Linked DNA regions of Sus scrofa: all the other regions are linked to region 3. The links are chromatin contacts, called in public HiChIP or PLAC-seq and promoter capture Hi-C maps. All regions are on one chromosome and are shown on one strand. Each heading gives the region's core, a stretch centred on a gene start, on an enhancer-like site or on the middle of the called end of the contact. The rest is flanking DNA. Distances are from core to core; before and after follow the strand shown.

What was found. Promoter capture Hi-C pulls out the DNA fragments that hold promoters and counts their contacts. HiChIP or PLAC-seq counts read pairs in DNA pulled down with a chosen protein or histone mark.
Region 1: a contact with region 3 is called in an H3K27ac HiChIP or PLAC-seq map of skeletal muscle. The contact joins two enhancer-like sites. A contact is called at or near these places in 2 of 2 datasets of contacts at active chromatin or transcription factors (alveolar macrophages and skeletal muscle).
Region 2: a contact with region 3 is called in a promoter capture Hi-C map of liver, with 7 times the contacts expected there. The contact joins the promoter of NFIA here to the enhancer-like site in region 3. A contact is called at or near these places in 3 of 5 promoter capture datasets (fetal liver, fetal skeletal muscle and liver), 5 of 47 Hi-C or Micro-C datasets (adipocytes, embryonic fibroblasts, heart right ventricle and 1 more) and 2 of 2 datasets of contacts at active chromatin or transcription factors (alveolar macrophages and skeletal muscle).

Annotation. Positions count from the first base shown.
Region 1 is chr6:150,841,826-150,845,737 of Sscrofa11.1, reverse strand. All of the region lies in intron 10 of NFIA (nuclear factor 1 A-type), which reads left to right. Among named protein-coding and RNA genes, the nearest start is that of TM2D1, 230 kb to the right of the region's middle. Within about 2 kb of position 2,222, at least 20 of the 83 cell types and tissues checked have an H3K27ac peak or open chromatin away from gene starts, as enhancers often do. A contact at or near this core is called in skeletal muscle, where this site is marked.
Region 2 is chr6:151,228,342-151,231,868 of Sscrofa11.1, reverse strand. It overlaps NFIA (nuclear factor 1 A-type), which reads left to right and starts at 2,096. Exons shown (of 11, transcript XM_021097780.1): 1 at 2,096-2,516. The coding sequence starts at 2,427.
Region 3 is chr6:150,983,195-150,986,668 of Sscrofa11.1, reverse strand. The region is part of intron 3 of NFIA (nuclear factor 1 A-type); the gene reads left to right. Among named protein-coding and RNA genes, the nearest start is that of NFIA, 240 kb to the left of the region's middle. Within about 2 kb of position 1,783, at least 29 of the 83 cell types and tissues checked have an H3K27ac peak or open chromatin away from gene starts, as enhancers often do. A contact at or near this core is called in alveolar macrophages, fetal liver, fetal skeletal muscle and 2 more, where this site is marked.

The DNA of each region.
Region 1 (3,912 bases), core at 973-3,472, 140 kb after region 3:
GACTGTCTGCACTTGTTAGACGACAGGCATTTAATTAAAATTGGAATCTGATGTGTAGAAAACATACATTTTTTCTCATTTCATAGCTCCCCGGGAAATCATATTCTCTTCCTGCCCCTGCTCCCTTCAACTTTCCCCACCACCAAAAAAAAAAAAAAAAAAAAAAAAAGGAAAAGAAAGGAAAGGAAAGACATACTCGGGGAAAGATTATTTTAATGTTGAAAATCAAAACTTACAAAGAGCCAGGCTGCCTTCTTTATTTGGGGAGGGGGGGAGCGGACATTAGCCAATAAGAAAGCCTGTATTGTGTCTTCAGACCAGAGCCAGCTTTTTTTATGGCTAACTTCCCACGTGGAAAAGGGGTCATCCCATTTCAGAGCATTAAAATAGAGTGTTTCATGAACCCGTAAGTAAAATCATTCATCTTACTTCTGTGCAGTAAAAGGGGTTGCCTGATGCCTTCTGTTATTTGGTTGGACTTTGCAAAATTGAAAACATTAAAAAAAAAAAAAAAATAGCAGACACAGGGCCCTTGCGAAAAAACCTACCACCGAACACCCTCGCCCTGGCGTTTGCCACAGCCAAGCCACCCAGTGCACTGTCTGGGCTCCACCCAGAGCATCCGGCAGTGCCATCGTGGGCAGATAGATCGGAACTCTGGACGATTTCATCGGGTCGTTGTCCCCTTAATCTCCACGCTGCACCTCAGATCTCAAGCAGCTTCCGCGGTGGTGTGGGCTCACTTTAATGGACAGAATCTATTTTTCATGAAAAAGCAGGAAATAAGCTGTCTCCTTCATAAAAAGATTTACAAAATGTAATCATTGTGGAAATATTCCCTTTGAACTGCCGTGTCCGCGGGGGTCTCCGGCTCCCAGAGCCGTGCTTCATTACAACCCCTCGCAAGCGGCTCCAGAAGGGCAGGTACACTGGTGGTGCCCGGCTTTGATGTCTTGAATGAATGAAAGAAAAGCACAATAAAAAAGAGCTGTTGATCAAGCATAAAATACTCTTTAAGCTGACAGAATAGCAGCGTTAACACACCCTAAGCTGCTTTTCGTTTTTCCCTTTTTTCCTCACATTTTCCTGTGCTTTGTGTACAGTGGGGGTTTGTATTTTATAAGAAGTCTCTGATCTATGTAGTATGCCATTCGCTAACAAAAACCAAAATAGGATTGTTGCTGTCCCACTTGGTTGCCTGACTACTCTCTCCCCCGCCCCCCCCCCAACCCCTGGTTCCCCTCTCCCCGCCTCACCCCCAACTTCCAAGGCGTGCAGTTCAGCCTTGCAAGGCAAGGGCCCAAATGCCTTTCATAAACTTGAGCCAGTTCCTTTTGTGCGGTTGGTTTCGCTGCTCTGATTTTAATACCGCAATTAAAGACAGATTTTTATTTTCTCAAGAACTTTCTCTTGCAACTGGGGAAATGGAACTGACACAGCTGCTACTTTTAACTAAGAAATTATATCATTAAATAAGAGAAAGTCTCCTTGGTGAGCGATGCCTTTCCAAGGGAACTGGTCCTCCGTAGGTCTCCTGTGGACCTTTAAAAAACGCCTGTATACACTGTATGTTTGGAGAACTATTTACCCCGGTTTTGGGTTTTCTATCCTTGTCCCTCTGCAGGCATTAGCTCAGTCAGTTCTCACAAAAGCTGATCAAGTTACCTCCAATTGCACAGAGTCTAAAACTCAGACCCAGAGGTGCTAACTTAACCTAAGCTCAATTAACTAGCACATAACAGTGTACTAGTTAAGTGATGGGATTCTGTTAACTCTTGACTCCAGAGCCCAAGCTCTTAGCGCACGCAATGCACACAGCCCTCCAGGAAGTCTGCAGAGCCAAGGTGAGTGGGCCAGAGTGCAGTTTTTAATTCAGAAGTCTTTGGTTTCACGAGGTAAAAGATTACTTGATACAAATGTAAAGGGAGATCCAAAAAAGAACTGTACTGAATGGTGAGGCAGACACCAGGGCAAGCTGGAATGCCATGAGAGAGTCTGACTTTGGAACAGGAGTCGGAATAATTGGATTGTGTGTGTACTCTCCAGGTTTGGAGGTGCTGCATGGCTTATTGGGTAAAAAGATTAGTGTTTTCCCGTCTTGAGGTTTGAACCAAAGAGAGGTCTTGGCCGGGAGCAGCACGGTCACTCTCCAGGGAGTGGTGGTTTGGACGACTCCTCTGTGCTCGTAGTAAGTAGGCAGCAGTCCACGTCACAAAACTATTGCACATGCTGCGGACGCAGTCGGCTGCCGTTGGCCCCGTCACAAGAGCTCTTCAGTCAGAACGGCCCGGGGTCGCCTGTGGAGCCCTGTGTCTCCCTGGGGAGAGCACCTGCCACTTGGGGAAACGTGGACATGAGGTGAGAGCATGGATGTGGCACAGCCACGCTAGAAGCCACCCATCTACAGGCCTTGTTGGGTAACTGACCTCAGGCTTCGGGAACCTTGGAGATGCCTCGTTTCTTTCTTGCATCCTTTATTCAACAGTATTTATCCAGCCACCAGGCAAGACACTGGCCTGGTGCCTTCTTGCCACATAGAAGAAGATAGTCCATTTTCTTGAGGGGAAAAGCAGGTAATTACAGTTCAGTAACCGTGACAGAGGTAAACCCAGGACTAAAGGCCTAGAGAAAAACCCCTTGGAAGAAGGGACTTAGTCTGAGAACGCAAGGACTAACAAGTGTTAGCAAAGCCAAGGAGAGGGGCACAGCTATGCCAAGGCCCAGCAGGGAGAAAGCATTTGACTTGGGGGCACCTGGAAGACGTTGAAGACAGCCCAAGTGTTGGGTACAAGCAGTGAAGAGATAAGGCCGAAAAGGTAAGCAGGGGCCAATCATGGCCCATTAACATTTTAATAGCTTCCTGTACAATAAACAAGTCTTGGTTTAGCGTTATTGAAAACAGGCTTTCTTTAATTAACAAAATCAGGCAAGAAAAGTGACTGCAGAGATCAAATCCCCATGGCTGGCAATACCATAACTGACACCTGGGGACGCCGTGTCACCTTTGTCAGAAGAAAGCGGCGTCAGACACTGCAGAATGGAGTTCCCGTCGTGGCTGAGTGGTAACGAACCCAATTAGTATACATGAGGACTCTCGGGTTCGATCCCTGGCCTCGCTCAGTAGGTTAAGGATCCCGCATTGCTGTGGCTGTGGCGTAGGCCAGCAACTGCAGCTCTGTTTCGACCCCTCCCCTGGAAACTTCCATATGCCATGGGTGTGGCCCTAAAAAGAAAAGAAAAGAAACTTCAGAACGGCCCTCACAGTAGCCCTCTGGGGGCCCAAGGACAGAGACCTGCTTCCTGGAAATCACACCACTGGTGTGGAAAAAGTGAGACTCGGTTCTGGGTCCCTCAGACACTGGATACGCAGCCTCACCAGCTGGCATATATTTTTAAAGATCCTACTGGGAGAAAAGCAGGGGTAGTTGGTACCTTGAAAGACAGAGAAGTCTACAATCCAGCATCTGCTTTCCGTAGGACAGCTCCTTAAGTGCAGGTGCCATATTTTTTGTACTTGTTCTGTCCCCAGAGCCTAGCATACAAAGCATACGGTAGGATGCTAATATTTTGCTGAAAAAATGAAGTACTCCAAAGCGGTGTCGCCTAACGTGGGAAACCAGGAGTGTGCCCAGAGGCCCTGTCCCTTTCCACTGTCTTGGAAGAGGGTGGGGAGGACGAGCAGGTTTCTCGCTGATTTGCCAAGGACGGCTCGACAGTGGGCTTGAGCTCATCCAAATAAGAGCAGGAAGCCAAATATGAGTAACTGGATTAGCGTGACCCAGCAGAGATAGCATCTCCTCAAGAGAGACGTCGAAACACTGACCCCAACTCCTGCAGTACTGGTTGGCAGCATCCTCTTTGGGGGCTGACTTGGGTAGGAAGGAGTGGGAGAGTCGGGGCAGAGGCCTCCCT
Region 2 (3,527 bases), core at 847-3,346, 240 kb before region 3:
CATTCAGTGTACCTAGAACATGGTACATATTAAACAGAAATGGTATTATTATTGTAGCTGTGTATTGACCATGCATAATGTACTATGTAATAAATATATGTTCTCTGGATATGTCCCGTTTTTCAGATGAGGAATCTAAAGTAACAGAGTTTAATTCATCTGTTGGAGTCACATTGTAGGACCAACATTAACACCTAAATGGGATTCCAAAGCCATGTTGTTGTTGACTAGATGGAGATGTGAAAGGTCTCTTTGGAAATGGTGCTAAACTACCATATTAGATTAAGTTAATGAATTATAGACATTGCAGACAAAACTCACTGTTACCACCAATTGACAAGGCCTGGCTTGCTTCGCATTAGGGATTACTCAGACTATAGCATTTACAGAGCAATGCAATACAAGCTGATACCTCTTGTGCATTTCAAAGGCTCTTAGCTCTTGACAAAACAGACCTCCATTCTCACATTAGGTAGATATCCTATGTTACAGGTGTTATGCAACCATCTCAAGATCACACAGCCGGCCGAGCTCCAGCTGAACTAGGCCTAGAACTTTTTTGGTTACTTAAAAAATTTATTTTTCCTTTTTCCTTAAGCCACTACATTTCATCAAGTGTATTTCTAGGGCAAAAGTATCATACCATGCCAAGTGGAAATGTATGTTCAGTGGAGGAGGCCAGGATTAAAATGCCACAGAGTTTCTAGAGCCAGACAATATCCGAATCTATCGGAGGCAGACCAGAACAGCAAATGTTGCCTAACACCAAGGGCAGTCACAATATAGTACCTCCTAGTAATGCTGCATCAGTTACCTGGTTGTAAAGTGCAAGCCTAAAGCCAAAAATGTGGTTCAAAATAGAATAGGAGGATTCTCTAACTTCTGATTTAACTGCTCGAGGTTCTGTTATCAATTAATTAGGTAACTTCACCAAGGACAGTTAAGAAAATCAGGCAACCGCCAAGTTGCTTCCTATTCCTCTTGACTTCTTACTGGATAATTTTTATCAAGTGAGCTTAAGCACACATTTTCCAGTCACTCAGTTATTCAGCAAAATGTCCTAAGCTACTTAACTGATGCAAAGCAAACACATTAAAAAAAAAAAAAAGGCAATACCTGGTTGTGATGCTTTCCATTTAAAGGGATACTTCCCTTGCACCACCACTGCACCAATGCCTAGTCTGTTGCATAAAACAAACACATAAAAGGTTGACACTGAAATATCCTGATCACCTGATCTTAAAGAGTCTGGATTAATCATATAAGACGAATCAGTGAAATGAAGGATTTGATGTTTCAGCAACTGGGTTTTAACCCCCTACCTCCTTTAAATGTTGAAACAGGTCTCCTTTGGGGGGGATGGGAGGTGGAGAAGTGCATTAAATTTTGTGGAACCCAGGTTTTGTAAGGATATTGACCAATTAAACGCTTGCAATTACATTCGAATTTCACTGCATCTCCTGCTTTAAAGGAACAGCTTTATTCTTGAGGGAGCCCACCTAACCATTTTTATGTTCAGCCATCTGCAGAGAGTAGTGGCAATGCTTTTTCCTTTCTGAAGCTAGAGTAGAAGCTTTATTTCACTGCAAGTTCTCGGTGACATTTTGCACTCTCTTGATTTAATGATCCAAAGAGGATCTTTAACTCTTGGTCTACACCAGTGCAAATAAAGGTTAAATCTCTCACTAACCATCATGAACTAACCTAATAACTCACCAGAGGCTATGGAAAAAGAAACCGAGAAAGCAGGTGTGCAGACTTGATTAAAACGTGCAAAACCCGCACAACCGCAGGCAAAGGTATCATAGCCTCACATCTCCCTAGTACCGGCTGCGAGGTCCGCAAGCAGGGGAACTCCTACTGCGCCAAAAACACGGTCCTGTGAGCGGGGCCTAGTAACACAGGGGCTTTTCTTCCAAACGGTGTCCCGACCCGAGCTTGCGCTGAATGTCGGGGCTCCTATTGGCCACACGCCGTGGGGGAGGAGGAGACTGGCGGGGAGAGAGACGGGGGGAGGGAGCGGGGGCAAGGCCTTTCCCTGCCCCCTCCGGGCCCCCTCTGCAGGCAGCCCCGGCGCCCCGTGCGTGGTTACTATGCAAATTGCAGCGATTGCGGAAATAAACAAGCGGGTAGTGAGAGGAGAGAGGGACTGCGAACCGATTGCAACTTCGGCAAAGTCTCGTAGAATCCAAAGCACACAAGGCAAAACCAGAGAGAATCTGAGAACCAGCCAGCCCGGGTTGGATCGCTTTCAAAAGAGGAGAGACAGTGAGAGAGGCAGAGAGCGCGCATTGCAATTGCAGAAGCCTCCTGATTTGGAGAAAAAAAAAAAAAAAATCTCCAAGAAGCCTGCAATTGGCCAACAGCTTAAAAAAAAATCTCTTCCGGGTTTTCAACGGTTCCAAGTTTATTAAGATATCTTTTTAATGCAAAAAAAAAAAAAAAGGGGGACAACAAATGAAGCAATTCGTCTGAACATTTTAAAGTTTCTCACGTACTCTTTTTACATTGCAATGGTACGTGGTACATCTTAAACTTTCTATTTTGCGTTTATACGATATGCGTTTTATAAACAACAATAATGGTAGAATGGTTTTGTTAATGGCTAAGACTTAAAATTTTCTCTAGCTTGCATATGCACTGACGTGATTGCTGGGTAAATGTCTATTGTGATGGTTTTGTTTTAAAGATGTAGCTTTGTGGATGGCTTTTATTTATTTATTTTGCTATGTGCATTAGGGACTGGGTTTCCTTTTTTTTTTCTTCCTGAGATTTGAAAAAAATTGCTGAGCTTGACAGATTTTTTTTTCTCCTCCAAGTGCTTGCTCGGTTCCAGAAAGGGGAGGGGGGGGAATCCTGTACGTGCTCGGTTCTGTAAAAAGACGTCTGGCCTCAGCAGTCAACCTAACCCGAAAAGAAATGTCTGGACCGGAGAGTAATTGACGATTCGATCCTCTAATCAATGGGACAACCTGGGAGATTGACTAGAGCTTTATCCAATCATGAGGAAGCTTGGGTGTACACTGGCTCGCAGTAGCCAGAGGGGGCGGGGCAGACAAGATCTGAAGTTCTCTGCGGCTCTGAAGGGGATGGTGTGGTTCAAGCTGTCAAAGCTACAGGCTCTTCCGGATTTAGCAAGCATAATAGGAAAGAGTTTTCGAGTTTCAGAAAAGAAAACCTAATTGGTGTAGTTTTGTTTTGTTTGCGTAAATCGTATGCCTTCTTCCATTGCCTTTTGGGAAAAGTTTTTTATTTTTTTTAAATTCTTCTACAGAAATGTTTAACTTTGCATGAATTATTATTTGTAAGTTCAGGAATGTTGTTAAGGGTTGTGGAAGGTGAGATTCAGCTTTTAAAAGTATGTGGCTTAAAAACTATGGGACCGTAGTGAGCTTTCGGAAGTGATATATTGCATACTTAGCATTGCAAAACTTCTTACTCTGATTATCTTAAAAGCTTTGGCTTTTCAGGTACTTTGAAGGAATAGACAAGCCTCTCTTCTTGAACTCTAAACAACAGTTTTAAGG
Region 3 (3,474 bases), core at 534-3,033:
ATTTTGTAGGCATCTTTATACCATTCAAAGTATTTTAATATTTCTTAAAGGTTTAAATAGTTTTCATCTGAAAAACAAATTTAGATTTCTAAATACCTGTTTCCTAGACCCTGCAGCTTACATTTAGTTTCCAGTAAGAAATTTTTTAGGGCTGCACTGTGGCATACGAAGATTCCCAGGCTAGGAGTCCAGTTGGAGCTGTAGCCACCAGCCTACACCAGAGCCACAGCAATGCTGGATCTGAGCTGCATCTGCAACCTACACCACAGCTCACAGCAACGTTAGATCCTTAACCCACTAAGCGAGGCCAGGGATCAAACCTGTGTCCTCATGGATGCTAGTCAGGTTCCTTAACAGCTGAGCCACGACAGAACTCCAAGTTACCAATAAGAATTTTTAGCAAACCAAATTCTTAAAAAAAAATAAGTGCACCATTTTAAATTTTCCCTTTCTCTAGATATTCCTATATAGTGTTTATTGAAAAATTGGATAAAACTTGGTCTGCTGAAAAAAATGACGCAGGGTCCATTTCTTGATGGAGTATCTATAAGTATCACCCCAAAAATATGAAACAAAAATGTGTATCCCCGTATCTAGAATAATGCTTGACACACACAGATGGTTAAATGTGCATTTATTGAATAGATCTGTATTTAAAAGTATTTTAGGTATTATAAATAATTGTATTTTTATAAATACTATGTATAACTATATTAATGAATATCAAATTCCTAAAATTTGCACTCAATTTTTTAAAGACAGTTTGGAGACTAAGTACTGTTTTGTCTCACTTTGGACAAACCTAAGAAATAGAGATTTGCTTTTATTGAGTTTTGTGTTACTTGCTTTAGAACATAATTTCATTTTCACTCAAAAATTCATTCCAATAAAATGACATCATCATTTTTATTTATGCATACAACTTTTATGTGGATACTGACATTATTTACTCTTCCATATGAAAAGAACAATCATTTCTACCTGTTTTATCTTTGAAAACTTTGCTGATTTGATATCTCAGATATAAAGAATGTATTTATTATTTATGACAATAGCTATCATCTTTTGAACACATTCTGTTTTCTAGGTTCTTGGCTAGGCATTTTAAGTGCATTCTCATTACTCTTAGCAACACATTTATGAGGTAGGTATAGCCATGAGTGCCATTTCACAGCTGAGTAAACTGGGGCTTAGGACATTTGGGATTCTCATTTCTATAATACTGTCCCTCCTACCTTGTGATATGTCAATAATACCTTGCAAATGTAATTTTTGAAGGACAAGATGAATGAACATGTTACTGTATTGATCCCTTTACAAAAGAAAAGACAAATACATTTCAGGTTCACCTTGGTTGGTATTCAGCCTAGAATGTTTTGCTTTTCTGATCACAAACAGCTAAAAACTATGAAACTGAGTATGTTTTGTAATTACTTATTTTAAGTTAGATATATAACTTATTTAAATGCACAAATAAGTCTGGAGAAGCTTGATAAGTGAGGCAGAAATAGCTCCTTTTGAGTGGACTTTCAAAGCAGTGGTAATAACTCGCTAAGAAGAATGGACCCTGGCAGGTTTGAATCCTTGGTTGCAAGCTGACAGTTGGAGGGAATGTTCTTAGCAACACTCACTTTAAGGGAAATTAGGTCAGGCTTCTGGAACATTTATCATGTATACCTGTCACCAGTCAGCCCCAGTCCTTAAAGTGAACTGAGATCACAGCAATGATCCCTCCTGCTCTGAGTTGCAAAGGACATTCTAAACCAATAGTTCTACAAATATGTGAGTTTGGCAGAAACTCCCATAAAACTGAAGCCAACGCCCATGTAGTTGCTGTGGGAATTGAATTCCTTAATACTCTGTTTATAGAATTTTGAAACGGCAAATGGATTCGGTCTGTTCTGAAAAACAATCTGTCCCATGGCTTGTTTGGAATAACATCTAGAGTTGCTATAGAAGGATGTAGGCAGACGACCCATGTCTGCTTTAGAAGTCAATTTCACCAGCCTCTGCTTGTCTCAGACTGCACAGCCAGGTGGGTTTTTGCCCAACTCAGGATATTATTTGCTAAAGGAAAGGCCACCTTCTACTTGAGCTAAAGAGATGCTCATTTGGTGCAGAAACTAGAGGAGTTAGCAAAATCCAGAACTAAAGGAGTTAGCAAAATCCAGAGCAGTGCAAGGGAAGATAGAGTGTATGGTAAAACCAAAACAACATAAATGAGTCATAACCCATGTCCTTTCAGTAATCATGTGGCATCATTCTGGTGGTTTCAGAGCCATGTCAGCAAGTATGGGGATCCCACACAGGAATTTGAGATTGTATCTGCATCTGTTTATGTGCATTTCAGCTCAATGAATATCAGTCATAAAGGGTCTTATGGATTGAAGTGACCATATTCACCACGCAGTCAAATCTCTCTCTCTACTAGGTTAAGTTACCATATCTTTTAAAGAAATTACTCATCTCTTTTTTTTCAGAAATTCTTGTTGTGTAAACAAACCTAAAGATATAACAAAAAAATCTGCTACTTTATATGTGAAAATGGTTGAAGAAAGAGGCGATATTATTAAATGTTTGTGTAGGAATCAACCTTTACGTCTCAGGAATATAATAAGGGGATAAGAATAAATAGTTCACTTCTGTGTTCCTTTGTCATACATCTAGAGGGTCCACTGCGTGCTAATCACTACAAATGGTGGAATTAAAAAGATGAGATGTAGTTCCCACTTTTATTGAACTCTCATGGTTATGTGTGTGTGTGTGTGTGTGTGCGCGTGCTCCTGTGTGTATCTCTGTGTCACAGATCCTTAAACAAAAAATAATGACACCCTGTGTGACATGCCCCAGTAGAGAGTCTTTTAAAATTTGGGAGAACTCAAAAACTTAAATTTTGTCTGTGAAAAGTAGCTTGTGAAACAAAGTTTTGTTTTAAACTATATTCTTAAGAAAGATGGGCCTGTTACATATAAAAGCCCAGAAGATTTGGGGGCTGAAAGGGAAGAGCGGGTTTGGAAGAAATCTACCAATGGTTTTTGCGGGAAGAATTAAAAAAAACAAAACAAAACAAAACAAAAAAAAAACCAGCCTTTCATTATCACACTCTATTAAGCCAGGACCAGGAAACAATTTCTAATCAGCACTCTGATCTGGGCAGAGATTGTGCAGCCTTTTGTACCAGGCCTCAGATCTGTGTTCTCCATTCACACATGCTCACTTCCAGCTGTTGTCATTGAAATCCCACATAATCTTTCAAGGTCAAAGGGCAGTCACCCATGGCTGCTGCAGTTAAAAGGTTATGCTGATTTCTGTTGTCAAATATTGGCCCTTTTCTCTTCCAATCACTCCCATTCTACTTTTTCTAACAAGAAAAATCCAGCCTAGAATTGTATTACATGACTTTAAAGTCTTAAAAGTGTTCCCCCATTGTGCTAACACGACATGGCCTGAACAGTCTAATTCCTTCTGTTATAT